Regions from separate parts of the Danio rerio genome. Here regions 2, 3 and 4 are each linked to region 1. Evidence: chromatin contacts called from public HiCAR-type data. All regions are on one chromosome and are shown on one strand. Each heading gives the region's core, a stretch centred on a gene start, on an enhancer-like site or on the middle of the called end of the contact. The rest is flanking DNA. Distances are from core to core; before and after follow the strand shown.

Region 1 (8,000 bases), core at 2,256-4,755:
CGGTTCGAACACTATGATAGACTGTTCTACCTGTCTGTCAAAAAGAGAAAGGCAGAAAAACATCAACAACCCAAGGGTGTACTCACACTAGGCACAGTTACCCTAAACCATGCTTGGGTGTGATTGTCCCCTCTCCCCCTCGGCCTACACTGCAATTTTACTTTCCGCCCCTGAGCATGCTTACATCATCGATGATGCAACTGTTCACAGAAGTTCTGGCTCAGTACAGTGGAGATTGCTTTAGTAGTTATATTGTTTTGTATTATTTTAAGTCATTTGGGATGCAATGACACAGTCAAATATATTACTGAACACATCCACCACTTTTGACGCTTGAAAATATTCTTGAAAGTAATCGTCCTGCAGGAAAAAGGAGGTTTGCTGAAGGTGAAAGCTTCCAACCGGGCCGGGGCCTGTCATACAAAACGAGCCTGGGTGCGATTCGGAGCATTCACACTTGTCAACAAACTGGGCACAGTTCGGATAGCCTAGTGTGAGTACACCCTAAGCCAGGGGTGCTCAACCCTGTTCATAGAGATCTACCCTCCAACAGAGTTCAGCTCCAACCCTGATCAAACACACCTGTACCAATTAATCAGGACCTGAACAGCACTTGATAATTACAGGCAGGTGTGTTTAATATGGGATGCACCTGAAATATACAGGAACAGGGTTGAGCACACCTGCCCTAAGTAATGTTATTGTAGTGATGATATCTATTGCGCTTGCATGCATTCAGAAATCATTTTCATTGCTATCAAGCTAACAATAGCATTTTCCAAGATCTCCTTTAAGACATGAACAGCTGCATTACATAGCGAAGCGACTAAGCTAATATATGCTGCATGAAGCATCTCCAGATGTAGGATACAGTACATTATAGCAGTTTCTACTGCAGTGAGTTTTTGAAAGATGACAACACAGAGTAAAGCATCTATCTTGGAATTTAAGAATCGATTAATTAAAATGTTATTTACTAAAAATTGTTTACCTGCATCTCAAAAGGCCACAGATACTTAGACATTTACACCTCTAGTTTATACATGCCACACAAGGATTGGATTTATCCTGCTTATAGAATAATTGCAAGTTGTGTGTTTCAGGAGCATGGGATTCCCACAGACATGGGTTACGCTGTAGCCCCACATCACTCAGGTGTGTATCCTGTGCACAGTCAGCTTTATGAGGCCTGGAAGAGTGTTTGGGGCATCAAGGTGACGAGCACAGAGGAATATCCTCATCTCAGGCCTGCCCGCTACCGCCGGGGCTTCATACACAATGGCATACAGGTAGGTTTGCCTAACCTTAAAAGGACAGTTTACCCAAAACTGAAAGTTCTGTCATCATTTACTCATTATTCACAAATGTGTTTGAGTTTCTTACTTCTGTTGAACACACGAGAAGATATTTAGATGAATGACGAAAACCTGCAATCATTGTCTTCCTACTATGGTAGTCAATTGTTACGGGTTTCTGACATTTTTCAAATGATCTTTTTTGTGTTCAACAGAAGACAAAATCTCTGGTGTGGAACCACTTGAGGGTGACTAAATAGTGAGCAAATTTACACTTTTGGGTTTCGATCCCTGTTATTAAAACATGATGTTAGGTTGTCTGAATGCAAAGCAAAGACATTTTAATATTTTTATTAAATTATTTATTTTTGCATATTAAAAATAGTTAATTCATTATCTGTTAAGCATTAACTTACATTAATAGACGTTAGTAAGCACTTTACAAATACAACGCTGTATTTTTTACTTATAAGCACATTTATAATGTTACTTATAATTACTATATGATTATATAATTACTGTAATAATTGTAATTTCATACTTTATTACTGATTAATTGTTTATTACTAAATTCAGTATTGCAATTTTTACAAACCATTTGTAAATAAGAGTAGTTAAGGGCTTTTAGAATCATTCAGAATGAGTTAGTAAACAATTAATAAACTATTCAAATCAACATTTATATATTTTATTATTCAGGCATATACTATGTATGTTAATAAATGCTTTATTAACTCAACTTCATGCAGTTTTTTGAAATAATCGAAGTGAGGACTATTTATGGTTTATACTCACTTATAAATGACAATTAAAGGCTCAGTATCAAATGAACAATAAATGTTTGCAATCTTATCTAAAATAAAAATAAGATTGCTGTAAACTTTAAACATTGATGAATAGCAGGAGTGTCAAAATACAATTAAATAAAATTGGATAAAACAACGACAATATAATAATTTACAATATATTATGAAACATAATTTCAAGGTTATTTAGCGATGGTTTAACTGCAAATTAATTTTATTTTACATAAGATTGCAAAGATTTATTTTCATTTGATTCAGTTTCATTTGTCTTTCTTTAAATAAATAGAAATTAATAGTCATTTATTTCCCCCTTTTTCCTGTCTACAATATAACTGAGCCTTTAATTGTTATTCATTGGGGATTTATAAAACATACATTGTCCACACTTTACTTATTCTTATTTATCTTAAAATAACACCAACTATTCTTAAATAAGTAGTTTGTAAATAATGCAATACTTTAATCATTAACAAAGTATGAAAATACCATTATTAAGCACATTATAAAGTGTTTGTAGCTGTATTTATAAACTGCTTACTAACATCTATTAATGTTGGGTTAATACTTAACAGATAAGGAATTAACTATTATATCAATGCTTAATAGATGATTCATAGTGTGCAGTTAGAAAGTGTTACCAAATTTTTTAAAAGCATAATACAACATGAATATGTTAAAATTAGTACAGATCTCTATACTTTATAACAAATTAATTACACCACATTAAGACAGTTGGTTTTTTTTATTACAGATTTGATGAAATCTTTAAATAATGCATTATCTAGTATATGTAACTAATTATTAGTAACTAATCGGTTTAATGAAAGCTGAAATTATTTAATTATTTTTGTATCTTTTCTTTCCATTAATTTGATATTCTGAATGTAAAATGGCCAGTAAAAATGACCAGGGAAAAACAACAGTTTTGCCTGTTATGTTTTGCCTTAAATGAGGGTAACGATTGTGAACATGAACATATTAAGTAATGAACATAATCATAAATTAGCATGAACTACTCAAATGCTGTAGAATCAAGTTCTCTTTCAAGTTACCAAAACTGTTAAGATTTCTGACCAATATGTTGTTTGTGTTTTTGTACATCAGGTTCTCCCCCGGCAGACCTGTGGGCTTTTCACACACACCATCTTCTATAAGGATTATCCTGGTGGCCCTCAGGAGCTGGACAAAAGCATTCGTGGAGGGGAGCTGTTTCTCACAGTGCTGCTCAATCCGGTTAGTCTCACACCCACAGAAAACTCCTAACTCAAATGCAGTCGACGCCTACACTAATTCTGCAATATGACAAATGTCTGTTTTTGAGTAGGTTAGTATATTCATGACTCACCTGTCTAACTATGGCAATGACCGGCTGGGTCTGTACACCTTCGAGTCTCTGGTGAGGTTTGTGCAGTGCTGGACTCACCTGCGCCTGCAGACGCTTCCTCCTGTCAGACTCGCTCACAAATACTTCCAGATTTTCCCTGATGAGAGAGACCCCTTGTGGCAGGTTTGTGCAAGTACATTTTTGTGATTTATTATTGCTGGAGCTTTTGTTATAGGGTGAATCTCGCAAATGTACTCATAAATATGGGACAAAGATGCATTTTGTTTTTATGAAAGATGAATTTTATTTTTTAAAATTAGGATGTGTCCAGTTAAATGGTCTTTAATCATACCGTTTTGCGTGATTTAGTCAACCATTAAAATGTATTTCTTGTTGCAATATTTAATCTATACTTTAACACTATTATTTATTATTTGTTAGCATGAAAATAATACATATTATAATAGACATTATTTAAAATGTATTCAAATTTAGTTTAATCAGTCATTGTTTTATATATGTTAATAATCACAACTCATCACTACAATAAGTATGTGTGTGTGTAGTTTTTGTCAGCCCTCCCCTTTGTCTACATTTGGTACTAATACTAACATAAAAGTAAAGTCTTATACTTTAATACATTATAAATAATTATTGTTGAATTCTTAAAAATAATAACATATTTAGTAGTTTTATATTGTAGAAGGGCCTATTAAACCTTTTATTTTAAATGAATGCATAAACTTACCGGCCACTTTATTAGGTACACTTGTCCAACTGCTCGTTAACGCAAATTTCTAATCAGCCAATCACATGGCAGCAACTTAATGCATTAAGGCATGTAGACATGGTCAAGACGATTTGCTGCAGTTCAAACCGAGCATTAGAATGGAGAACAAAGGTGATTTGAATGACTGAATGTGGCATAGTTGTTGGTGCCAGACGGGCTGGTATGAGTAATTCAGAAACTGCTGATCTACTAGGATTTCCATGGAAAACCATCTCTAGGGTTTACAGAGAATTATCAGAAAAGAGAAAATATCCAGTGAGCACCAGTTTTGTGGGCACAAATGCCTTGTTGATGCCAGAAGTCAGAGGAAAATGGCCAGACTGGTACCAGCTGATAGAAAAGCAACAGTAACCCAAATAACCCCTCGTTACAACCGAGGTATGCAAAAGAGCTTCTCTGAACACACAACATGTCCAACATTGAGGCAGATGAGCTACAGCAGCAGAAGACCATACCTGGTGCCCCTCCTGTCAGCTAAGAACAGGAAACTGAGGCTACAATTCACACAGACTCACCAAAATTGGACAATAAAAGATTGGAAAAACCTTGCCTGGTCTAATGAGTCTCGATTTTTGCTGTGACATTTGAATGGTAGGGTCAGAATTTGGCATCAATAACATGAAAGCAAGGATCCATCCTGCCTCGTATCAGCGGTTCAGGCTGGTGGTGGTGTAATGGTGTATGGAATATTTTCTTGGCACATTTTGGGCCCATTAGTACAAATTGAGCCTTGTGTCAATGTCACAACCTACCCGAGTATTGTTGCTGACCATGTCCAGCCCTTTATGACCACAGTGTACCCATCTTCTGATGTCTACTTCCATCAGGATAACACACCATGTCGTAAAGTGCAAATAATCTCAGACTGGTTTCTTGAACATTCAAAGAGTTCACTGTACTCAAATGGCTTCCACAGTCACCATTTCTCAATCCAATAGAGGACCTTTGGGATGTGGTGGAACGGGAGACTCAAATCATGGATGTGCAGTCGACAAATCTGCAGCAACTGTGTGATGCTATCAGGTCAATATAGACCAAAATCTCTGAGGAATGTTTTCAGCACCTTGTTAAATCTATGCCACAAAGAATTATGGCCGTTCTCAAGGCATAATAGGGTTTAACCCAGTACTTGTGAGGTGTACCTAATAAAGTGGCCAGTTAACAACTGCCAGAAAACAATACCTAAATTGCAATCAATGTTTTCATGTTATGATAATGAACAGCAGAACTTAATTTAGTTTTAATTACAGGTGATTCATATTTGTCTCATATTTATGCTCGCATTATACTAACAAATACTCCCCCGATGAACAGAATCCATGTCACGACAAGAGACACAAAGACATCTGGTCCAAAGAGAAGACCTGCGACAGACTGCCCAAATTCCTAGTGATTGGGCCACAGAAGACCGGTAACACTAAATTAATACTACGATTTGTTTTAAGCCATTTAAACCGTAAGGATCTCAAATGCTGTTTAATAATTAATGCTTTATGATGTAGAGCCCTTCATTTGGCATTTAAATCATACAACATAATGTTTCCAGGAAATGAGATGAATATTTGATGAAACCATCTGAATGCTGTGCTTTATTCTGCGGTCATGCTCTTTGTATAGGAACTACAGCCCTGCACTCGTTTCTCTCTCTTCATCCTGCCATCAGCAGCAGTTACCCCAGCCCCATCACTTTTGAGGAGGTGCAGTTCTTCAGCGGACCAAACTACCAGCGCGGCATCGACTGGTAACCATGGCAACTGCATTCAGGCCTCATTTTGTTTGTTTTCTAACTTAGATGCCAGTTTAATTCAAGAACTCATTTTTGGATCAGGCTTAATACATCAAACTATTGGCATCATTTTACCTTTGAATGCATGATTTTTTTTTATAAAGACTTGCATTTAAATCTCTAATTCAAAAGAATTGTGGTTTTGTTTTAAACTGATTAGATTAGTTGTATTGCAAGGAATATGAAACAGTGGTCAAACAGTAACTATAAACTTTCATAGACTTTTTATTAACTTTTAGTTTTCAAAAATTTCCCAAATTATGTTTCACCAGAATGGACCACACTACACCTTGAGCTAGACTTTATTGTAGGCATGGTAAGCAGGGTGCGAATTACAGCGGTGTTTGGGGAGGTTTGACCCAGGGTGAGAGTTAGACATTTTCAATCAGTGGGGTCAACTTTTTTAGCAGTAGTTTGCTAATACATGCTTTAGTGAATCAAATTTATGAATGTATTTAAACTACATCTCATTTAATAATAAAAATGTATACGTTTTCAGTGTTTTAATGGATATTTAGTGACTATGTTAGAGGTTACTGTAGGTAAAACTATACAAATTATGTGTCTACATTTTCTTTTTTTTAGGCTGCATGCAGATATAAACACCTATTTTAGAAGAAACGTGTTTTGTGAATACTTAAGATGTCTGTCTGTGCTCTAGAACTGCCAGTTTAAACTGTTGAATCATATTTTTCCACACATTGATTGGCGCAATTATGCATTCACAATGGTATGAACCATTATAAGAGGGTCAAATGTATATTTATATTATACATTTGTAATTATTAATATTTAAGATATATAATATTAAGAGACATCTATGTCTATCAGTGTAGATTGATTGACGCGATTATGCATTTACAATGGTATAATCCATTATAGGTGTGGTCAAATATATCTTTATATTATCTATGATTTTAATTAGTAACATTATTATTTAAGATGCAGATCAGAAAAAGCTATATCTTACTATTAAAGGGCTGACCCCCTCATACATCTTGTTTTGATGTCCTTCAAGGGGGATCAAGCGTTAATTAGGGGGGTCAATCCCCCCCAAACCCCCCTGTAATTTGTACCCTGGGTTGACCCTCCTAATTAATGCTTGATCTTCCCTGAATGACATCAAAACAATATTTATGGGGGGGTCAGCCCTTTAATACTGAGAAATAGTTTACTCTGATCTGCATCTTAAATAATAATGTTACTAATTAAAATCATAGATAATATAAACATATATTTGACCACACCTATAATGGATTATACCATTGTGAATGCATAATCGCATCAATCAATCTACGCCGATAGACATGGTGTTCACCCTTTTCTTGTACAGTAGGTGTTTGTTTCTACATATATCCTAAACATAAAATTTGCTGCATAGTTTGTATAGTTTGACCTATGTAACCTTTGAAAAAGCTAATCCGAAGATACTTTAGGTCAGAAAACACAAAATATCTCACAAAACACTGAAAACCTAAAAATGTTTAATTAATAAAAAATGTCATTTAAATAAATAAATTGAACTGACTATTACACAAAACAACATTAATATTAAATTAGCTATTTAAACTATTAGGTTTAGAAATGTGTAAAATATATTTGTTTCAGTTCAGCAGAAATTAGGGGGAAAATATAAAGGGGGAAAAAATATACAGACTTCAACTGTATATATTTTTGATTTTGGACCAGAATAGACATTAAGGTATTTGATTTGTTTTTGATTCACAGTGTAGAGTCACTCTTTCTTTCTTTCCTCAGGTATATGGATTTTTTCCCTGTACCCTCGAATGTAAGCACAGACTTCTTGTTTGAGAAGAGCGCCAACTACTTTGACACCGAAACTACCCCGAAGAGAGCAGCTGCCCTGCTACCAAGAGCCAAAATCATCTCTATTCTTATCAACCCTGCTGACCGGGCATATTCCTGGTACCAGGTGCGTTTATATTTTCAACATGCATTTTCTTTTCTTTTTTTGTAATATTTATTGTATTTTAAATTT
Region 2 (8,000 bases), core at 2,793-5,292, 230 kb before region 1:
ACATAGATGATTATGGCCACAGTGTAAATGCACAGTACAGTTATGATCTTCTTGCCACATTATATCATCATGATAACATGATATCGTTGCCTTCAGTGATTTCCTAAAGATAAATACAAAAAATTAACGCAAATAGAATAACTACAGCAGTTGCGATCTTCTGATCTCATATAAAGCAAGAGATTGTGATGACATCTGATGATGTGGGCAGGTGTTGTAGTGGTGTCCCATTTCTTAGAGGTATATTTTGAAGCCCTTCCCCTTCACACTCTGTTTCAAGGGCCAAGGGGAAGGGGTACAAAATACTTTTTTTTTTAATAATTATTTTTTAGTGGTTTTCACCTTTATTTTTAGGACAGTGGAGATATAGAGACTGGAAAGTGTGGGGAGCAGAGATAGGGGAAGGATCAGCAAAGGACCTCAAGACGGGAATCGAACTCGAGTCGCTGCGAGCACCTCGCTGCTATGTGTCGACGCACTAACCACTAGGCTGTTGGCACCGACAGGGTACAAAAATTTAATTGGAATTGGGCCATACACAAGACCAAATGCTAAGGATTTTTTTCTAAATAGTTAAAATAACCATTAAAAACAATTATTTTTGTAAGGAAGGTAATTAACACATATTGGTAAATAGAGTTAATAAACAAACTTTTGTTAAAGCATTTACTGAGATGAAATGTTAGTGATTGGATGGGTGTCAGCCCGATTGGGTATCTTTACATGGACAGAGAAAAATTAAAACCTGTTTAAAATAATTTAATTAAAATAATTAAGACCTACAACACAATATTTCAGCGAATTTAAGCGTTTTTAAGTCCTAAAATTAATATTATTTTTTTAAATTAAGACATAGGCGGCACAGTGGCTCAGTTGTTAGCACTGTCACCTCACAGCAAGAAGGTCGCTGGTTCAAGTCCCGGCCTTGCCAGTTGCCATTTCTGTGTGGAGTTTGCATGGTCTCCATGTGTTTGCGTGGGTTTCCCCCGGGTTCTCCGGTTTCCCCTACAGTCCAAAGAAATGCTCTATACGGGAACTGAATAAACTAAACTGGCTGTAGTGTATGATTGTGTGTGAATGAGAGTGTGTTTGGGTGTTTCCCAGCACTGGGTTGCAGCTGCAATGGCATTCGCTGCGTAAAACATATGCTGGAATAGTTGGTGGTTCATTCTGCTGTAGGCTGAAGTAAAATGAATGAAAACTTAAGACTTTTTAAAACCCTGCGGATACCCTGATATCATTGTGCAAAACTAATTCAAGTTATTCTAAAGAATCCTAAGAATTCTGAAGCACCCACACTTTTACTTTTAAGTCATACGGGTTTGCAACAACATGAATTCTTAACGAGTACATTTAGTACATTTCCCAGACTTACCTTCAGTTAGTTTGGAAAAAGAACTGGACACTGCTGTATTTGTGCTTGGTGAAAGTCCAAAAACATTTAGAGACTCCAAGAGAGTTTTCTTACTAGCTGGGCCTCGACTCACTCTGGTGTAGGCAGCCAGAGATCGAAGAGACATCTTCTCAGGAGGCTCTAGTCTCCTCTTCACCTCCTCGTAATGGATCTGGTACTTGCGAGCCTTTGAGCTCTTCATGTTCGGGTCCAGCAGGGAAGCCACCTCTGCAAACGGGACCTGCAGCGAGTTCACAGCACCACCTTGAGACGGTGCAGCGCTTTGGCCTTCTGATGGACCTTGTGTTAACATGTGGCCTTGAGGTGGAATATGAGTCTGCGCTTCCACATGGACTTGCGGAGGAGTCTGCAGATGCGGAGCAGGCTGGATGTGCGACTGAGTCTGGATGTGAGTTGGCATGTGGACGTGAGACTGCATCGTGTGCGGTACAGCCTGACAGGAGACTTCTTGGGGCAGCACATGCTGTGTGATGATTTGGGCGATGTTTTGAGGTTGTGGTTGGGGCTGGTACATGGTTATAATAGGGTTTGCGACTGAGACATGGACAACTTCGGTGTTCTGGGGAACAGCAGACATGTGCATTCCTGCAGACGGATCCATCTTTTCCTTCTCACCAGCACAATTGTTTTAATGAAATCTGTATCTGTAACAAGGAAGAAAATAGATATTAAAATATAAATTATACATATATTAAATATTTTGTATGTAGTTTTATATTTTATAAGTAGTGGTTAATAAGGGGATAAAATAATTCAAGAAATGTTATTGTACTGCAATTTATTGACATGTTTTTTTAAAAATTACCCAAATAAACTCAATAATCGACCAACTGAATGTTCAAATTCATTCATTCATTCATTTTTTTTTACTTAGTCCCTTTATTAACCCCGGGTCGCCACAGCGGAATGAACCGCCAACTTATCCAGCACATGTTTTTACGCAGCAGATACCCTTCCAGCCGCAACCCAGCACTGGCAAACACCTATACACTTGCATTCACACTCATACACTATGGAAAATTTAGCTTACCCAATTTACCTAGAGCACATCTTTGGACTGTGGGGAAAACCAGAGCACTCTTACGAAACCCACGCAAACACGGGGAGAACATGCAAACTCCACACAGAAATGCCAACTGATCCAGCAGGGGCTCGAACCAGCGACCTTCTTGCTGTGAGGTGATCGTGCTGCCCACTGCACTATGGTGCATGATACTGCACCTTTAGTAAAGCTTCAGGCAAGAAAAAATAAATATATATTTATATTGTTTAGGTCTGATAATTGGTTGTTATGTGTTCTTTTAACAATCAGTATTTATGGCCAATTTAACACATTTAACTAATTTATATTTACCATAGTCTGTTTACAAAAAATAAAGGTTTTAATTTAATGATGTTTTAGTTTTAATAATTTGTAATTATTATTACATTCTACTGAATGTTGTCCCTGTGGGTTGTTGCAACCGTCCTCCGCTTTCAGTTGCAACGTTTGACTTTGTATATATTGTCATATCTATATAGCAATGTGGATGGGTGTCTGATAGATGTGGGTTTATAATATAAAAAATTGAGTTTCTTTCACATAAAAAATGTCTCTGAGAAACTAAAGGAAATTCAAAAAGTGTTGCAATTGTCCCCACTCTCCCCTATATAACACGATATTGGAGGAGGTATAGTTATTGGGGGAAATAAATAATGTTTGATTACGTATGGTTTTCTTATGTTTACACCACTTTCATGTGGTATGTATTGAATTTTAGTTGCTAAATTCATAACATATTTATAGTATTAATTCATTACATTTAAGCCACAAGAAAAGTAGGTATTGCTTTTATTGTCACTTTATAATTGACTTTCAGACAAAAAAGACATTTGTTTTTGTTATTGTATTTATTTCGCCAAAGTTCATACCAATTATCGCCAAAGTTCATACCATAAAGATGTTTTGATATTTTATTTGCACAAAAAAAATCATTAATACCGATACAAAAATAACAAAGTAAAGAGCATGCATTTCGATCTTATTGTTGCACTGATGATCAAAACTTAAACATTCATTAATATTTGGTCGACAGGAGCGCACATGACGTTTTTGACAGCGTCCCATCAGCGCGAGACGGCTGAAGTTTGGAGCGCGTGCACGTGAGCGCGCGACGGTATGTTTCTTCTACACACTGCGTTAAACAACACAGTTCATAAAAAATGGGGTGCAGAATATGCTTTTGGCAAAGTACAAGTATGTGATATAATGTTATGTTTACTTCGCATTTTGAGAATGCATATGTGCATAAAGTGCACAAGTCAGTGCTGATTTGAAGAGGACAGATAATCTACTTGTTTTGATGAATTGTAGGACAGGCCAAAGCCACCATTATGTTTGAAACGTGATATTCCACCGTATTCATGTGCTCAAAAGAGTCCAAAGCTCGGTTATATTTGGACTGTTCTGGTTACGAATGCCAACCTTCAATCGGACACAAGTTACTGACAGTATTCTTACTTACCGCTCAATGGTTAGAGTCGTATTTAAACCTTACTGATCCTAGAACAGTCCATGGCGAGCCGATCGAAGGTCCCCTTCTTCACCGATCCTATTTCGGCGGATTGCAAATCAGCAGATGAGGCACAGACGCCATAGCTGGCGGAGCTCGAACGCTCATTGGCCAAAGTCACTGTCGATCATATTCATCTTTAGTGCTTATTCGACGAGGCATGTGTCAGTCATGTTACGTCAGAGTAAAGAGGTGGAATATCCGGAGCTTAAAATGGATGGACGCGAACAAAGCTTTATGTCTCGCTGTTTGTTACACAATGTTATTGACAAATGTATACAGTGAAATTGGATGTATTTGCATATCTTACGTCGAAGTGGTGTATATAATTCCTGGATATTAATCACTTGCATTTGTGTCAAGTTTGACATGAAAGTAACGTTAAATGTTCATGTTTAAAACAATTGTTTTTGCCCCTAGAAATATATTGACGACGGCCTGTTTTTCTTAATGGTTACAGAAAATACAAAATAACAATATAATAATTATTTTTAAAGACACTATTAATTGTTAGCACTAGATGGCGGTATGTATTTTCAAATGGCTTCGTTTCACCACCTCTAATGATCTCATTAGATGCTGCCCATCACAAAGCTGGCCTGTACCCTAATGTTTATTTGCGTTTTCAGCTAGTTGGACAATTAGTCTTAAGTGCTAATTATTAAAGCCAAACCCATTATCTTGATAATTTAGCCAGTGGAAGAGAGCTAGGAGAGCTGGGAGCTATTGATGAGAGTAATTGTTTAGAGAGGTCTCTGTGCTACAAGAGGTTGTGTTTTTCCATTTTTCTGTTGTTTCTTCCTGACGCAGAGAAGTCATGTATCTTCCACATTATCTGTTGGTCACAAATGAAGTGTCAGCACAAGAGACACTAGGGGACCAGAGATGAAGAGACGGATGTAATATGTGCTGGAAAAGCAGAAATATCTCCTTCTTCAGCAACCTCTGCATCAGATGTGCCAGGTCAGATTGACAGATGAATAAAAGGTCTGCCAAAACTCATTATTTTGGTTGTATATACCCAAGATATGAATGTTACATGTTTTACATGCCTATTACCTGCATTAAATACTTGCATTTAGGTGTGCATTTTCAAAATGATTATTATTTATTGGTTTGGATAAAGCATTTGTAATTTTTGTTTGATAATTTTGAAGACTCTGGTGCTCTTGTAAGAGATTAGCTGCACTATCTATCTATCTATCTATCTATCTATCTATCTATCTATCTATCTATCTATCTGTCTGTCTGTCTGTCTGTCTGTCTGTCTGTCTGTCTGTCTGTCTGTCTGTCTGTCTGTCTGTCTGTCTGTCTGTCTGTCTGTCTGCACATTGACAATCATCTGTAAAAGCCAATATAATTGCACAGAAGAGTAAAAAAAAAGGATCAACACAAGTAACCCCAGCAAACAATCATGACGAAAAATATCTGGTCCTTGGCAGGTCTTAAAATCTGAAAAATAAAGCCTTACATGAACAACAACACATGACATATTGCACATTGTGTCGTTCACAAAAATAAAGCCCATAGGTGTGAAGCTTAGAACACCCACATCGTAATTAAGAGCACTGCTATGTGAAATGATTTTAATTAGATGATCATCATCAAGTGTGAGCATCTCTAGAAATGCAGATGTTTTGGCAGTTTGTTGCTCTGGAGTCTTCAGTATTAAACAATGGCAAGGAGGAAAGGCAGTGATCTTGGAGAATAACTGCTCCTGCCATCAATCTTTGAGGGGTAATGTGGCCATTTCCAGGCAGTTTGAAGTCCATAATTTAACACTGAGGAAGTTTGTTTATTCAAAACAGGCACCAGTATTCCCCTGAGCAGACCACCAAGCAAATTCAACCCAAAGATCAGACTGTGTAATGCTCAGAAAAAGGGTCAACAAACCTAGAATTTCACAGCAGACCACAGACCACGGTGGAGATGTTTGATGAAAGCCATGGCGCAAGGTAACAAATACTTAAATTGCTGTAATTGAGTAGTTTTTCCTCAGGAATTGTTATTTACTGAGTAGTTTATGAACTTTTACTTATCCTTGAATAGATTTTTAGTGCTGTATCAGTACTTTTGCTCCACTATTTTCCCTCAGCCTGCAGTCAATACTTTATTTTTTCCTCTCTAAGATGATACGCTGAGTGGAAAAATCAGTCCTGTGATTCACGTCCAACGAAGAACGTAAATCGCATCATACTGAACAACCTCAAGACATGGCTGCTTTAAAAATGCAGCAAATCATCTGGAAACATTAGTAGGCATCAGTAGACATAAGTGTTCAAGAAGATGTCCAAAATACTTGCACCCAATTACCCAGAGACTGTTTAGACTGCATGCCACTGATGAAAAGAGAAAGGGTGTTTACTGTATGATCACTGAATTCACCAAATGGCCTTAAACAATAACTAACCTGAGCATGTCAGTCATTGGGTCTACCATGAACGTCCCTGTATACCAATGTGTTTTAGAGTCAAATGAGACCCTCTGTCTGATAGCTAAATCATGGGTCATGCAACAGGACCCAAACACACTAGCAAAACCAAAAACAAAATTACTGAAAATAAGGGTCCAGAGCTCATCCAGACTGAAATGCTGTGCAGAAACAAATGTCTACAAACCTCAAATTACTGGAGCAACATCATAAAGGGGAACCAAAATTCCTTCAGAATGATGTGAGATGTAATGTTGCAGAAAATGATTACTTCAAGTAACTTCTTAAAGTGGATTGAATCTAGGCTGTCACCCATGGCTTTTCAAGTCTTTATTTTTGTTAAATAAATACGGTGCAAAATGTTGTGATGTTGTTCATATGAGTTTTTATTTTCCACGTTTTAAGACCTGCCAAGAACCAGATCAATTTTATTATGCTGAACTATGGATATCTTAGTATTGAATCTTCCCTTTTCTCCCGGAAGCTTTGTGTGAATTATACAAGTAACTTTCTTTAAACTGTAAAAAAAAAAAAAAAAAAATCATTGCAGTCTTTGAAAGCACAATGAAGTGTTATCATTTACTTCACAGTTCCTTCATAAAATATGAAAAGGGAATTGTTAAAACTAATAAATTATTTTTAACAGACTTTGCAGAACTAGAAAAACATGAGACAAATTTTCTGCAGCAATAAAATGGACATATTTAATATTACTATAATGCACTGACCTTAGGGCAGCATTTTGAAGCAAATTTTCTCATTCATTTTTATTTGAATTTTTGCCAAAATAAAATAGTTTTTATGCATTGTAAAATTGCTTTGGTCAGATATGATTGTGACAATAGTTTCATGTTAAAATACTAATTGCAACATTATTTTCTTGACAATAAAAACATAAAACACGAAGCCAAACATATTTCTGGCTCAGTTTTTATTGTGTATCATTTAATTAAACTATAATCAATCAATCAATCAATCAATCAATCAATCAATCAATCAATCAATCAATCAATCAATCAATCAATCAATCAATCAATCAATCAATCAATCAATCAATCACAGCGATTTAACTACCTTTATTACAAACAGGCTCTGTTTTATAAACATTTTAAATTTATAGAAATCACAGAGAGTTGTAACAAATATTTTAATCCCAGTTTATTTACAAAAAAATGTTGTGTGGACATGTTCATACATGTTGTTATTGAGACATGGCACCTGTCGATCAATTCAGTAGGCATGGAAAATCGCACTTCTATGTCACGTTGCGGCCGGCCTCATAATCACTGGGATTTGAATCCTATTTTAATGTCTGGGACTTGAGACTTGTTGTGTTTATATCACTCATATATGACTGTGGACACACTACACACATTTCTTCCAAACAGCTTATAAAAGTTGACTTTCATCATAGGTGCCTTTTAATACTGTAATTAATAATAATAATAATTTCTTACATTTATATAGTGCTTTTCCCTTCTCTTTTTCGAAATATATCTTGGGATTTTTAACATCCAAAGGGAGTCAGGACCTCGGTTTAATGTTTCATCCGAAAGACGGCACTCACTAAGCAGTATAGAGTCCCGTTCACTATACTGGGGCA
Region 3 (8,000 bases), core at 2,407-4,906, 150 kb before region 1:
TAAATTTCTCATGGAAATTGATTTTTCTTACAGCTGGTAAATGGTGTTTTATTCTAATATTTAAAAGTCAACATTTTTAGGTAAAACAGTATATTTATAATTTCATAGAAATTATATATTAAATAAATGTTTTTCTGATTATATGTGACTAAATTTAACAATAAATGTTAGAATGATTTCTGAAGACTGGAGTATAATACACAAAATTAAAACACTGCCATCACATTTTAAAAAATGTACACAAAACTACTCATATAAATGTTGATATTAATGTCAGTTTTTGATTGTAAATTTGTTTTTTTTTTGTTTTTTTTTATAAATACCTCCTTATTTGTTCTCTATGTCTTACAATAGCGACTTTATATGTTGTGTAATTATGTGTTTATTTCTGACAATGCAACTTTTTTGTTTTCTTCTCAGAATTCAGTTCAGTTCAAGTTTATCTGTATAGCGCTTTTCACAATAAGGATTGTTTTTAAGCAGCTTCACAAAAGGTGAACATTATTGCATTAAAATCAAATTTGGAAAAGTTAAGATTATTAGTTATCATAACTATATTAGTTTCTAATAACTTTAACTAATTAACTAGTAACTTATAGCTTTTAACAGTTAAAGTTATTATATACAGTTGAAACCAGAAGTTTACTTACACTGTATAAAAAGGCACATAACCGTTTAAAAAAGGTCTAATGTTAATGTGACTATATTTTTCTCTTCAAGGTAGGTGAGGATTATCAAATTTGTTTCTGTTATGCTTAATAGCAGAATAATGAGAGATATATTTTTAAAAAAATTGTTAACTTTTCTTGAAAGTCAAAAGTTTACACACAAAAAGATTATTATGCCTCTGAAAAAGATCAGATGATGGTGTCAAGGTTTTGGATGTTTCTGATTGGCTAATTGACAACATTTAAGTTAATTGGAGGCACATTTTAAACACACTGCTTCCTTTTGTGACAATATGGGAAAATCAACCAGCCAGAATCAACAAAAAAGCCAGATTACAATTTGTAAGAATAATTTTTGCAGACATGTCCTGTGGTCTGATGGAACTAAGATCGAACTGTTTCGCCATAATGACCAGTGTTACATTTGGAGGACCAAGGGGAAATCTTACAACCCTGGGAACACCATCCCAACTGTGAAGTATGGGGGCAGCAGGATCATGTTGTGGTGCTGTTTTGCTGCAGGAGGGATTGGTGCACTTCACAGCATAGATGGAATCATGAAGAAAGAACATTATGCAGAAATACTGAAGCAACATCTCAAAACATCAGCCAGTAAATTAAAACTTGGGCACACATGGGTCTTCCAAAAAAAAAAAAAAAAACATGACCCTAACCATAATGCCAAATTAGAGTGAATGTTTTAGAGTGGCCATCACAAAGCCCTGGACTCAATCCTATAGAGAATTTGTGGGCAGATTTGAAAAAGCTTTCTTGTTACACCAATTCTGTCAGAAGGAATGGGCCAAAATTCTTTCAAACTATTGTAAGAAGCTTGTGGAAGGATACCCAAAATATTTGACCAAAGTTATACAGTTTAAAAGCAAAGCTAAAAAAATATCAAGGAAATGTATTTAAACTTTTGACTGACTAAAAAATTTATTTTAAAAAATCTCTTAAAAACATTCTCTCATTATTTTGCCATTTAGCATATGTAAGTCATTTAGGTGATCCTAACGGACCTAAAGTAGTAAACGTTTAGTATAATTTACCATCAGACATTTTTAAAAAAAATGTTTACGTTCCCGTTTTTTAGAGTGTATGTAAACTTCTGGTTTCAACTGTGTATACAGTTAACCTGCAGTTGTATAGTATATAGTTGATATCTATGTGTACATGTTCAATGAAGTGTATTTATGTATTAAGTCAGAAGACAGCGACATGTTTGCTAATTAAAGTTAATATTTATTCAAGGGAAAAAATATTTATTTAAAATATAACACAGTAAAAAATCTGATTTACAAGCTGATCTTGAATATGTTTGCTTCCTCGTCACCCTCAGATCCTTCTTTTGTTTTTTTACAGATTCAAAAAATGCTATATATGCAAAACTAACATCATATTACTTACTACAACCTGGTCTGGGTAATCTACAACCCATGCATTTCCCTAAAACATTCAGTAATGATTTCAGTGCTGCACGTAGCTCACGACAGCGCAAGGAGTACAGCAGCGGGTTGATGCCTGAATTCAGCAGACATAATACGCTGCAAAAAGCAAATGCCCTTTTCTGTGGTTTTGAAAGCTCTGTCGTAACTACATCTGTCATCATAAACGAAAGCACAGGCAGCCAGCACACCAACAGAATCAGCATAATACAGGCGAACGTCTTTGCCAGATGAACGTCCACACGAATGCGTGCTAGTCCTGGATGTTCTGCACACATGTTAGCTTCGTGTTTATGAGCCCACCATACAATTAGACCGTAAGCTAGCAGAATGAGAAACAGAACCACCAACACAAGACTGGCAAAGAATGCTAGGTAGCTACGATCCACGTATGGAAAGAGATTGGAGCATGATGGAGAATCTTCACAACTCCATCCCATCAGAGGAAGGAAGGATATGAGAGCAGCCATGATCCATAATGCCAAAATGCACACCAATGTTTTTTTAACTGTGAGCAGAACTTTATAAGTGCCAGCCTTGTATATTGCGTGATAGCGATCCACTGCCATCACAAGCAGACTTCCAACCGATCCCGTAAATGCTGTGGACACGCCACCAAGTTTAAGAAGAAACTCTGCTCTCTGAAAGTAGAAATCCTCATTAAAAAGGTGGAAATTGAGGAAGTTGATGGTGAAACAGCAGCAAGCAATGGTGTCAGCCAATGCCAAGCTTCCCATAAACAGGTACGACGGCTGTCTTCTTAAGTTTCTAGAGCAGACGATCACAAACAGGACGAGAGCATTGACCATGAGGCTGAGCGGAGCAATCAGCAGACAGATCGTACCTATGGCCACCTTCTCTGAGCTGCTGAGCACCATGTAGATGTTATCACAGGAGGAATTCATCATCCTTATTGCTAAATCTGTAGAGAAAAACAACATGGTAGATGGTATTAGGTTTCTACAGTGTGCTGTTAGCTACTTTTGTAGTTTTTACTTACTTTAATAGTTTATGATGTGTGCTGCTTCCGTGTGCTGTCTGTTGGCTGGTGTCTGTAATCTAGATTGTTGCGTGTTGCACGAAATGCAACAGTTTCCTTTATGGTTTTGAAAATGATTGGTCAAGCCCAAAAAACGTTTAAAAACCACTTGTTGCTAAGCAGGTGTTGAAAAATAATTTAAGTTTAACAAGTTTTTTTTTTAAAGGTTTTCACTTTTTTACAGTTATTGAGAGACAGACAGACAGACAGACAGACAGACAGACAGACAGACAGACAGACAGACAGACAGACAGACAGACAGACAGACAGACAGACAGACAGACAGACAGACAGATAGATAGATAGATAGATAGATAGATAGATAGATAGATAGATAGATAGATAGATAGATAGATAGATAGATAGATAGATAGATAGATAGATAGATAGATAGATAGATAGATAGATAGATAGATAAGAAGGCGGACGGACGGACAGACAGACAGAGAGGTAGACAGACAGATAAATATTTAGAGATAGACAGACAGAATAACAGACAGACAGACAGACAAACGGACAGATAGAGACAGACAGACAGACAGACAGACAGACAGACAGACAGACAGATAATTAGATGCAGACAGACAGACAGACAGACGGACAGATAAATAGACAGATACAGACAGACAGATATATAGATAGATACAAACAGACAGATAAATAGATACAGACAGGCAGACAGACAGACAGATAGAGACAGACAGACAGATACAGACAGACAGACAAACAGACAGACAGACAAATAGATACAGACAGATAAACAGATAGAGACAGACAGATAAATAGATACAGTAAGACAGACAGATAAACAGATAGAGACATAAATACAGACAGACAGACAGATAAATAGATACAGACAGACAGACATATAGATAGATACAGATAGACAGACAGATAAACAGGCAGACAGGCAGACAGACAGACAGAATGACAGACTTTTCTTAAACGTGTACAATTGTCAGACAAATAAAACTTTTCCTTAGTAAACATTTGAGTTGTTAAGTGCAAACTATCTGAATTACAAATATATATATATATAATTTTTTTGGTCTCATATATATATATATATTGTTTTCTTAAGCAACTGTTTTAAAAAAATACTAATGTTGTTTCGTTGAAAAATAATTCTTAATTGAATTTAAACAAATATTGCTTAAGGGGGCTAATAATATTGACCCTAAAATCAAAACAATTAAAATCTGCTTTTATCCTAGCAAATAAAACTTTCTCCAGAAGAATAAATAATATAGGAAATATTGTTAAACATCATTTGAAAAAGAAAAAACATTTCAACAGAAAGGCATATAATTTTCACTTTAACCGTACACTCTAAATGACGTGAGAGAATCTAACTCATCTCTCTGTTTTTATTGTTGTTTTGTTTGTTTCAGGGCCTCTGGTTCGTCTGGCAGGTGGTGACAGTAGGAAGGAGGGCCGGGTGGAGGTGTTTCTTAATGGCGAATGGGGCAGCGTATGTGATCACGGCTGGAATGATGTCAATGCTGCCGTCGTCTGCAGACAGCTCGGATTCAAGTAAGGAGACATTTTACCTCAAAATAGCTTAAAGTCATTCTATGATCAGTAGGAATATTTCTAGAAAACTTCAAGAGGCACAGCATAAAATTGCATCTTAAAAAAGTACATAACTTTTTCAAAAGACCACTTCAAAAAGTCATTGACTAGCTAAAATTGTGTTGCATCCCCCTGTTGTGAGCCCAAGTGAACTGTTCAGATTTACCACATTTCCTTTATATTAGTGGCTGTTTTTGACCCATTGACTTCCATTATAATGACATTTTTTATTGCAAAGCCGTGACAGCATATAATCATGCATTCTTGATTGTTGGTGGTTTTCCCTGTTGGGAAGAGGTAAAATGTGTCATTTTTACAGTTGAACGTCAGTTGCAGTTAAAAAGAAAACTATGAACATAGTAAAAGGGTAGTAAATAAGAGTGTAATGTTTTGTGTAGTGTTTTTTTTACATTTTCAAAGCATTTTCCCAAAATATGTGTCAAAATAAGATTTGTCACCAGAAATCATTGCATTTTCTAAACACACAGAGAAAGTTGTGGCCAAATTAAGACTCAAAATCACCCCAGAATGGATCAAAACATCCCCAACAGCATTTTTTTTGTACTAGCAATTGTACCTAGCCTATATAAAGCCTTTATTTGTGCACTTGTTTTAATGTTCTGTGTTGCTAGGGAACACTAATCAGTTTCAATTGATAAATGCAGGTGAGTTATGTTTGTCAACCTGCTGTTACAGGCTCTAAATGCCATCAATGATGCTGGGTTGATTACATTGGCCAGTGTTGTGTTAGTTGCATTATCTTCATATTGAATAACTAAAATAATCCTTTATGATCATAATTATAATCTAGACATTCCTTTGTGAAGACTATTAATTCAGTGTCATTATGCATTTTTTTGCCATATCAAATATCTGCTGTTGGTTTTAGCTGTACAATGGTCCCCTATAGGTTCTGTTGTTAAACCTGATGAGTTCTGAGTTGATTTTCATTCCTCTCTCTGGCAGTGGGGAATCAAAAGCACGTCCGATGGGATATTTTGGAGCAGGTAAAGGCACCATCCATCTGTCCAATGTGAGATGCACTGGGAAGGAGTCTCTCCTCGGCGAATGTCCTTCTAAAGGACAGGACAGCCATGTTTGTAAGCATGGTCAGGATGCAGGTGTGGTGTGTGATTATGAGCCGGAGCCCGAGGCTGACGTTGCAGTTGTGGGCACACACACCTGCGGGCTCAGAGCCGGAGCCGAAAGACGCAGCAAGAGGATTGTTGGAGGTTACAAATCTCTCAGGTACACCGTCAGACACAATGAAGATACAATGTACTCAAGTACAACTTATTTTATAACCTACAAGGATTAGTGCAAGTTAAATATTAATAATGTCATCAAATATAGTTATAAAAATTATAGTTGTTTACTAAGAGCTTCCTGTATCCTCTTATCTGTAAATCAAATATATACTCTTGTATAAAACAGACTATATAAAGATAAATAAAGACAGACTATAAAAGATAATATAAGAAAATAATATATACTTTTAATATTATAATATTATATATATAATTCAAATGGGCCAAACATTTTTAAAACATCAAATTTAAAAAATATAAAATATTAATATAAAAAAAAAACAATTCCATTTTTTTTTTATATTTTGAGAATTTATTTTAAAATTGAAAATATTGTCTGCGGTACTAAAAGTACTGAGGTATTAAAATAGCTAAATATATATAAAATAATGTTCTCCCCTTGTTGGCTTGGGTTTCCTCTGGGTGCTTCGGTGAATTGGGTAAGCTAAACTGTCCGTAGTGTAATGTGTGTATGAGAGTGTATGGGTGTTTCCTAGTGATCGGTTGCGGCTGGAAGGGCATCTTTTGCATAAAACATTTGCTGGATAAATTGGCGGATCATTCCGCTGTGGCGACCCCTGATTAATAAAGGGAAGCCGAAAAGAAAATGAATGAATGAATGAATAAATATATAAAATAAAAACAATTAAGTCAAAGTTACAGTAGTTAAATTAAAGCTAAACATAACAAAAAAATAAACATTACAGAAACAATATTATTACTAAGACTTAAAATTGTATTAAAATGTTACTTTTTCATTCATTCATTCAGCACGGTTTTAGATGTGATATGTTAATGTAAAGAGTTAACCAGATATCGTACAAGCCCAACACAATAAAATACATATTTTGCAAGCTAGAAAAAACAAAGAGGCAACCTATTTAATCTTACTTACAACTTGAGGTCTGAAGGAAGAAGAAACTGGTGCATATGAACTGTGTTACTGACAAAAAGTCCTGTCAAGGTCTGACAAAGTCATATACATATTTTCATCAAATAGTCTTTGCTGATCCTTCTATTAATTATCAGAAAATTCACTCATTAATGTTTACTCATCTTCAGTCATATTCCATCCCACAAGCACCCGCACTCTGCTAGTGTTTGAGGGGAAAGGCACTTTCAGGTTTTACCGGATCCGGCACTTCATATTTGGTATTGCTTCGTGTTGAGGCCGATATAAACAGGCAAAAGATCCGGACAAACTACGAATCATTTAATCGACTCTTGAGTCGACGCAGAGAAAAAAAAAATCAATATTTTTAAACAAGGAGCACATTCAGATTTAATCCTCAGATGGATATTTTCAATCACTGGAAAATATGGAAGACATGGAAGGTCATTTTAAAAAACCCATAATACCCATAATACATAATTACTGTTTAATCACAATGTTGACACTCTACTTTCCGTTCACTTACACCTGTGTGTCCTCCTCACCTCTTGTGTTTCTGCATGTGTTTTGACAGGGGTGACTGGCCCTGGCAGGCGTCTCTGTGGCTCAGATCTCAGTCTAAAGGGAACCAGCCTCTGTGTGGAGCAACTCTCATCAACTCCTGCTGGCTGCTCACTGCGGCGCACTGCTTCAAACGGTCAGAGAGACACCTGCTGGACAACAACACAATATCACACACAATGAGCCTCCAAGGCCAAACACCTCTTCAGAATCATCTTTAATTACATGTTTTTCATCAAATCAGAGAGTGCACAAAAACAAGTGGACAATTTAGAAACACATATTTTTAGTCCTAAAAATTATCCAATTAAATTTATTATGACAAGCAAAAAAAAAAAACACTATTTGTTCTGTTAGTGTTCAAATACCAAATATTTTCAGGGCAAGTAAATGGGCATTTTTCTTCATCTGATTAATGGGATTTTTTTTTTCATTTACTTTACCAAAACATATTGAAATATTTGCAGTGTCAATATTAATAAATTCATATTATTTAGGGTCACATTTTTTTGGCAT
Region 4 (8,000 bases), core at 3,127-5,626, 130 kb before region 1:
TGATTAGGAAAGCATCTGTTTTCTTGCTTGTGAGGCTCACGGCAAGATAGTTTCACTGAATGTGCGTTCAAGCACACCCATATGTGTGATTTTTACAACATTAATTATGAGACGAATAAAAATTAGGCCGGTTTTAATGCACTTCTGATAAGATGTTGGTGGTTCCACGTTAAAACGAATAAATCTAGAGTGAAAAGACACAAAAGAATGCAATGAAGGAAGAAATGACTATTGCTGGTGGAATCAGTTATGGCATATTTGGAACGAAATTATAAAAGTCCTGTATTTTTTTCGACATTTCAACTTCAGCTCGGTAATTACATTCAGCGGCTATTGAAGTAGGAGAAGAGAGGAATAAAAGAGCTTCCGCCTCCTTTGAAACGAACCTATTAATGCCTCTCGTTCGAATGAGGAACCCAATGAGTGCTGGTCGGAGAGCTGAAGAAGAATACCAGTCATTGAGTGCCTCATTGATGTCCTTGATGAGTCAGATATAATTAAACATTGTTGCTCGTGGGCTTCATTCTCCAGGATGTAATTTGCTTCATGAAGAGCTTAATCAGTGCTCAATAAAAGTGGAGCCAATCCAGATTACGTGCTTACTGTATAAATAGGCCTACCTTATCTACTCTTGACAAGCACCTCCAATCTGTCATACCTTTAACTCATTTTTCACATGCACAAATCAATTATCTTTTTTTAATGTAATGCACTACCGTGCACAGTTGATACTGATTGTTGACATTAGGGCTGCACGATATTGGAAAAATCTGACAATGCAATATTTTGTTTTTCAGCATTATTTATTGCGATATCAATACCATTTTACCAGATGACTTTAATAGCTTTATCTAGAAATATTTCATTTATTCAGTTTGATTATGATTTGCATACAATTTCATATACAAATTTCCATTATTGGTAGATACAGTACACATGAAATAACCAGTACTTTACCATTTTCTTGGGAGTTTTAATTGTATTCGGCTACAGAAATGATATAATCTAATAAAAAATGGCACCATGTAGTCCTCATCATATTAATAATTCCATACATTTAACCTTCATTTAGTTATAGTTTTGAATGCTTTACACAAACTCCTCACACAATCATAGGCCTTAAAAGCACTTGTAAATGATACATTTGTACTCTATAATGGTTAACCTTTGCAACCGTGGCTCCTGGTAAAAAAAAAAAAAAAAAATCAACTGTTGTTTATGCGCACATCGCGATATTGATGCTGGCACGATATATTACACAGCTCTAGTTGAGAGTTCATTTGAAGTCAGGTGGACTCTACAGGCTTTTCAACAGTTAGAATAGGTGCGTCAACAAAGCATGTCTTTTTCTTTGTTAATAAATCAAAACCTGCTTTAGTGAATGAAATGTAATCCTTACTATTCAAACCATGCCTATGGCACAGTAGTCTTGATTGTTTGATTTGGTTCCTGACTTTCAAGATACGCATTAGCTTTGTTTAAATACACACTATCCTTGTTTCACCAGCAGCTCTCTGCAATTCTCACATGATTGCCCACTGAAGCTAAGCATGGCTGTGGTTGGTCAGTATCTGGATGGGAGACCACAGGGAAAGCTTGGTTGCTGCCGGAAGTGGTGTTGGTGAGGCTCAACCTACATGTTTTGTGGGTCCTAATGTCCCAGTATATTGATTTGGACTGCTCACGTATAATCGAAGTCCGACTCTCTGTGGTAATTAAAAATCCCAAGATGTCCTTCAACAAAGAGAAAGGGTTTAACCCTGGCATCCTGGCCAAATGTGCCCACTGGCCTCTGTTCATCATGGCCTCCAAACCATCCCCATATCATAATTGGCTGCTTCACTCTGGCTGTTTCTCAATTACAATATCACAGAGAACAGACTTGCGTGGAGACCGGTCTTGCTAGGTCACCTCGGAAAAACGAACTTGAAAGACCGCGAGAACACAGTACGCATCCTCTGAGAAATGAGATGGTCACATGACCTCCACACGTTTTTAATGAAAAATTATTTAAACATTACAGCATTCATACAACGATTTATTGTTTTTCCTCTTTTCACAATATATACTATATATATATATATATATATATATATATATATATATATATATATATATATATATATATATATATATATATATATATATATATAAAATATATATATATATATATATATATATATATATATATATATATAAATATAAAGACCTTACAAATATACGTTGCACAATATAAATAAAACAGATTTTGATATGAATTTCAGCAAATGAACACTCTTAATCTGTTTTTTCCTTTATTAAGATTTTTATGGTATTGTTTATATTTACCTTTTCATTTAGGAAAACTCCTCGGGTAAATAAGTCAAATCTCTGAACTTTAATAACAAACCTATATAAAATGCTCTGCTTCCCACCTCCAGTCACAAAGACTTTTGGGACTTCTAGAGAGCGAGTTCGGTGCTCAAGTCTGCATCCATACGTCTTTTATCAAAAACACATCTGGGAAGTTTCATGCGTCCTCCGTTCTTGCAATCTTGAGTATTGGAACTGAACTTTGGCAGTTGATGATGACGTTACATGAGAACACGAGGATGCAAGAACGCTGAAGAACGCACATTGAGAAACAGCCTTTGTCTCCTCTCCACCAATCAGCTGGTGTGGTGTGCGGTCTGGTGCAATATGGCTGCCGTCACATCATCCAGATGGATGGTAAACACTGGTGGTGGATGAGGAGATCACCCCCATTGTGTAAAGTGATCTGAGTGTCTAGAAAAGTGCTATATAAATATAAGGAATTATTATTATTATTAAAAGCACATCTTTTCATTAAACCAATCTTGAATATAACTCTGTATATTTAAAAGTCAGTAAACAATATGTAGGTTGATACATATAAATTTTGATATCGTTATCTTTTAAGCTTGGTTTTAGGAACTGACAGCCTGATCTCACGAGAAAACGTAAGTATTTTACGTTTTGCCAGTTTAGTGGCTAATTCGTACGAATTCGTAAGAGTTCAGTCGTACGAAATGGTACGATTTTAAAAAGGAGGCGTGGCACCTGACCCCACCTCTAACCCCAACCGTCATTGGGGGATAAGCAAATCGTACTAAATTGTACGAATTAGATCGTACGAATTCATACGAATTAGCCACTAAATGAAAAAGTTACGAATTGCCGTGAGATTGTGTTGGAACTGAACGCAAACAATTCCAGTGAACAGCTGGTTTTATTTTAACATTTAGATCTTTCTATCCACAAAATCACTTACAAATTGGAATTTTTAACAGTGAACATCTCCCAGACTGCTGACATTTTATCTCCTCAGAAAAAAAAAATGGGATAAATAATCATATTTAATAAATCAAGCTGATACTTTTCTTATTGGGCCAATAATAATCACATAAAAAAATGTGGTAGCTGATATTTCATTGATTCCTATTCCAAACATAGTGTATTTACATTAATTCTGCCAACGTGTTTATCCAGGCTTACTCACAAATGAGGAATACAACAAGCAATTGGCCCAAAAGAGGAAAATAACACAAGAAGTGCTGGCAATACAGCATTTCAAACATTGTTTAGAAGAGGACAAGCAATTGAAGAAGTTACAAGCTTGACTCTTGAAAACGATGGTTCCTTATTGGCATTGATTTGTTCCATTTAACATCCATAAGTCCTTTTTTTGAATGAACATTTTTCAGTCTTTATATTCAAGAGTGTTCTAACAGAGTATTCCCACTGCATGATTATATGGATCTGAGTTAAAAATCACATTCTAAGCCATCCTCCTGTTTTTTTTTTTCTTTGATTTATCTATCTTGGATCCTAAATGGAATGCAATGAACACATGAAGCTTTGTTCTGTGCTGCTTATATTTATTGAGTACTAAAAATCCACCTAAAATAAGGCATCTGTGGATGAGAGTCGTAAGGACTGATATGTTCAATGTTTTCCTGCACACTTCACATGACGAGGTTAGAAATAACCTCTTACAGTCCAAATTAAATTTAAAAGAATTTAATGATGATGTGGTTAAATATGACTTACAGTATCTTATTTGGATACTACTGGGCTATAATTTTAATTACATACCAAATTATTAGGACCTACATGAATTCAGCTATTGATAAAGTGTCTTTAACATACCTTAATAGGTAGATGTTGTTTTCAGCATGGATAATTTGCTATATTTAATGGAACTAAATGAGATGTTTAGATGAATCTTGCTCAATTCATTGCAGTAGTGTAGTAGTACTCGCATGCAACCATTGTCTGTTAATGGTTATAATGATTGATTGTCTCTTGGCTGTTTCATAGTTTAGACGTTTGCAATGCTTTTTTATTGTCCTTTCAGAGTTTGTTTTATAAGCGTGTTGGTTGGCATGATGATGTTTTGTTTGTGGTTGTGGAATGATGCAGGCCTAACCAGTATGTATAAAACGTTGCTCGGTGAGTCACTGAATTCTCAGTGCAGTGATTCACTTTGAGTTTATTAAGATATTTTGGTGGATTTGGCTTGTTAGCCAGTTGAACTCAGTATTAATTTAGACAAGTCTGTATATGCATCATAGATAAATGAGCTTTTTAGAACACTGGCTATATAATTGTGTTATGTTTCAGGGTTTAATTTGTTGAAATTGTAAGAAAGCATTCTATTATATGTATCCTATGAAGCCAGTTTAGCTGGTTAGCCAGGTATGTTTTAGTTTCTTTTGCACCAACTCTGGGTTTAAGTGACCATGAAGTTGGCTCCATGACTAACCTGTTCTGGGGCAGGTTATGGTCTGATTAAAAGTTCTGATATTGACAGAGAAGATAGTTTCTTTCAATTCGAAAGAAGCCTTAAAGGGATAGTTAGACCAAAAATGAAACTGTAATTGACTCATCCTCTATTGCTTCCAAGTCTGTTTGACTTTCTTTCTTTTTCATGTAACTTGTAACTTCCATAGTATTTGTTTTTCCTACTATGGAAGTCAATGGTTACAATTTGTCAGCTTCTAAAAATTTTTGTTGTGTTCAACAGAAGAAAGAAACTCATAAAGGAGATTTGAAACCACTTGAGGGTGAGTAAACAGTGTTCATTTTTTGGGAGAACTTTCCTTTTAAATGGTTGTAGACCGCCAGGTTTGGTTTGTAATAAAGCTGCTGTCTAGATCTTAGGGCCAATTATCAGTAAGACTCTTAAAAAATGAACCAATACCCTGATAACTTGAGTCCCAGCATGATGTGTTTAGTTAAATGACAAACAATTGGGAGAATTATCCAGAAGATCTTGACTGTAAATTTAGCTGCCTGATGCTTTCTAACGGTAGTTTCCAATTAAAATTGGATCCTTTAGTAATGCTCATTAAAGGGATGGTTCACCAAAAAAAGAAAATTCTATCATCATTTACTCACCCTTTACTTGGCTCAAACCATTATGAGTTGAACCCAAAAGATACCCCTTTATTTTGATGGCCCATTTGAGTATTAGTAGAGGAGGGTGAGTAAATACTAGGGGTGTGACGAGACGCTTACTCCCCAATCTCGTGTCTCATCTCGTGTCTCATCTCGTGTCTCATCTCGTGTCTCATCTCGTGTCTCATCTCGTGTCTCATCTCGTGTCTCATCTCGTGTCTCATCTTGTGTTCACGAGAACAAGACAAGATTTTAAACTATTTTAAATAATTCTTTAAGGATGAAATATCATTGCAATTGCTGCTAAAAGTCCTACATGACGTAATTGTTTGGTTACGGTGTTTCAATGTCTGTACTGCATTTCAGTGATGCAACTGAAATTGGAATACTCCACGTCTCAATTCGATTTGTGTTTACAGCGATTGTGATTTTAGAATATCTAATAGTGCTTTTCCATCGCATAGTTACAAACTGGTTAATTTGTGTAGCAGCAGTTGTAGCAGCCTCTGCTTTTAGACGCAGCAATCTTTGAACTCCGGTGAAAAAAACAGTTATGTCACACCCGCCCAAGCAAATGAGTGACATGCAACACAAATTCAGTGCTAAATTCACCCTCACTCTCTATCACAACTCACAAGACAACTTTTCACCTCAACGAGAAATCTTGTCCGAGATCACATCACATCTTTAGTAAATACTTAGTAAATGTTCACCTTTTGGTTTAGCTATCTCTTTCTTTTTATTATAAATAGTATTACCATGTTGCACCATTGTTACAAGTGTTCAAATAATAAACTGCAAGAGATTAACACAAACATATATGAAAGACACCCTTCAAATAGTATTTTTGAGAGTAGGCACGACCAAACTGTTTATACTAGATGCTGAAATGGTCACTCTAGGTTGACTCATTTCATTTGTATTTATTGAAGAATGATGCACCACCAACATACAACCACAGTCAAGCATCCCTAATTATAAAACATGTTTTATTAGACTGAAATTTTAAAGACTGTTATTCTATATTTCTATACAGAGAAAAGTTTGATCCTGTATCGCTAGTAGGCATATTACACAACATTTGGACATTTTCTCAATAATTTTTGGTGGTGCAATAAATATCGCTCATACATAAAACCAATTATAGCCATATTTTAGCTGATTCCACAGCCATATCTCTATTGGAGGTCTCAGTGTCTGTATGGTTGAAAAAACACTATAGTACTTACTAGAAATTACTCTAGTATATTTTCATGTGGGTGCCTGACGACTGAAAATAGACCTGTTACCATTTTCTCTTGTTCTTTTTACCTTGGACTTTTCTGTTAACGTTTGTTTAGGATTGTTTTCACATTCTGATTCCAATGCCTAATTATTAAATGGTTAAAATAACTATAATTAAATTAAATATTCTTAAGAATAAAGTATTTGTGTTTTTTGAAAGTGTACTTGCATTGTGATGCTATTATAGTGTTTAAATTGTCTTAAAATGGCAATCGTAATACATTTTGGTGCTATATATCACACCACAAGAATTCAACAGGAAGAATTGAAATTTTTAAAATCATATGTCAAGCTGAAAAATCATATCTAATGTTTTTAAAGAGCCCCTATTATGCATTGAAAAGGTCAAATTTTGGTTTTAGGGGTCGACTGCATTCAGCGCAAGTTAAACACAAGCATATTGCTCTATTCTTAACCATGACACACATTCAGTATTAAGAAACACAGTGGCAAAAGCTGACCTATTTTGAAACTTGATCGCCATAGCAATGACAAACGGCAGAGGATCGCGAGCTTACAAATGCATTTAAATACATAAAGCAGCACGCGCTGCATTTCCATCATGGTTTTAGATGTGGGGTGAGAATATATAAATGGTTAACCAGATCCAAAACAAGCCGTGTGGAGCAATTACAAGCAACAAAACACAATTAAATACACATTTTGCAAGCTAGAGAAAACAAGGAGGCAACCTTTTTAATCGCAATACTTACATGTGTGAAATGAAGGAAGAAACTGATCCATGAACTGTGTACTGATATAGTTCCTGTCAAGCTCTGACAAAGTCCCATACAGCAATTGTCTTCTATGATCTTTCCTTTAAAAAAATGGTCCACAAATCCCCCGTTGCAGGGTAGATTATTGCATTAATCACCAGAAGGTTTACTCATCTTCAGTCATGATCAGTCCCACACAAATATGCACTCTGCTAGCGGTTAAAGGGAAAGGCACGTTCACGTTTTACCAGATCTGGCATAGAACATAATTGGCAATGTTTTGTGTCAACGTCGATGCGAACACGCTAAAGATTTGGACGAACGACAAATCTTTTAAACGACTCTGAGTCAAATTTTTTAAACTAAAAATCTATATTTTTAAACAAGGTGCACGTTCAGATTTATACCTCAGCTGGATGTTTTCATTCACTTAGGGCTGTTACACGCACTGCATGTAGTATATAGTAATTTTCTAAATCCCGTAATAGGGCTCTTAAATTTTAATGTTTTATTTATTATTTAAATATAAATATTTTAATATAATTTTCTTTGCAAATTATGAAGTTCTTATTATGTAATATGTTTTTATCTATATTACAT

The links. HiCAR-type assays count read pairs that join an accessible place to other places.
Region 2: a HiCAR-type map of caudal fin shows a contact between it and region 1, with 5 times the contacts expected there. The contact joins the promoter of si:ch73-127m5.2 here to the enhancer-like site in region 1. A contact is called at or near these places in 4 of 18 Hi-C or Micro-C datasets (caudal fin, embryo, hematopoietic stem cells and 1 more) and 2 of 4 datasets of contacts at active chromatin or transcription factors (caudal fin and embryo).
Region 3: a HiCAR-type map of caudal fin shows a contact between it and region 1, with 4 times the contacts expected there. The contact joins the promoter of LOC101885436 here to the enhancer-like site in region 1. A contact is called at or near these places in 7 of 18 Hi-C or Micro-C datasets (caudal fin, embryo, fibroblasts and 1 more) and 2 of 4 datasets of contacts at active chromatin or transcription factors (caudal fin and embryo).
Region 4: a contact with region 1 is called in a HiCAR-type map of caudal fin, with 6 times the contacts expected there. The contact joins two enhancer-like sites. A contact is called at or near these places in 3 of 18 Hi-C or Micro-C datasets (caudal fin, embryo and fibroblasts) and 2 of 4 datasets of contacts at active chromatin or transcription factors (caudal fin and embryo).

The regions. Positions count from the first base shown.
Region 1 is chr12:37,245,881-37,253,880 of GRCz12tu, forward strand. ndst2b (N-deacetylase/N-sulfotransferase (heparan glucosaminyl) 2b) reads left to right here. Exons shown (of 15, transcript XM_073918680.1): 5 at 1-76; 6 at 510-1,289; 7 at 3,206-3,334; 8 at 3,426-3,608; 9 at 5,530-5,626; 10 at 5,833-5,956; 11 at 7,760-7,934. The coding sequence starts at 1,044. Among named protein-coding and RNA genes, the nearest start is that of ndst2b, 140 kb to the left of the region's middle. Within about 2 kb of position 3,506, at least 10 of the 62 cell types and tissues checked have an H3K27ac peak or open chromatin away from gene starts, as enhancers often do. A contact at or near this core is called in caudal fin, where this site is marked.
Region 2 is chr12:37,011,959-37,019,958 of GRCz12tu, forward strand. It overlaps si:ch73-127m5.2, which reads right to left and starts at 4,043. Exons shown (of 4, transcript NM_001278598.1): 1 at 3,919-4,043; 2 at 1,376-2,058. The coding sequence starts at 2,015. syt15 (synaptotagmin XV) reads left to right here. Exons shown (of 11, transcript XR_012388105.1): 9 at 4,777-4,929; 10 at 5,775-5,921; 11 at 6,062-6,761.
Region 3 is chr12:37,094,026-37,102,025 of GRCz12tu, forward strand. It overlaps LOC101885436 (cannabinoid receptor 2-like), which reads right to left and starts at 3,657. Exons shown (of 2, transcript XM_068224805.2): 1 at 3,114-3,657; 2 at 316-3,035. The coding sequence starts at 3,021. The coding sequence ends at 2,068. It overlaps si:ch73-127m5.1, which reads left to right. Exons shown (of 15, transcript XR_012388102.1): 10 at 4,544-4,685; 11 at 5,691-5,972; 12 at 7,498-7,620.
Region 4 is chr12:37,116,290-37,124,289 of GRCz12tu, forward strand. All of the region lies in intron 1 of ndst2b (N-deacetylase/N-sulfotransferase (heparan glucosaminyl) 2b), which reads left to right. Among named protein-coding and RNA genes, the nearest start is that of ndst2b, 6.7 kb to the left of the region's middle. Within about 2 kb of position 4,377, at least 3 of the 62 cell types and tissues checked have an H3K27ac peak or open chromatin away from gene starts, as enhancers often do. A contact at or near this core is called in caudal fin, where this site is marked.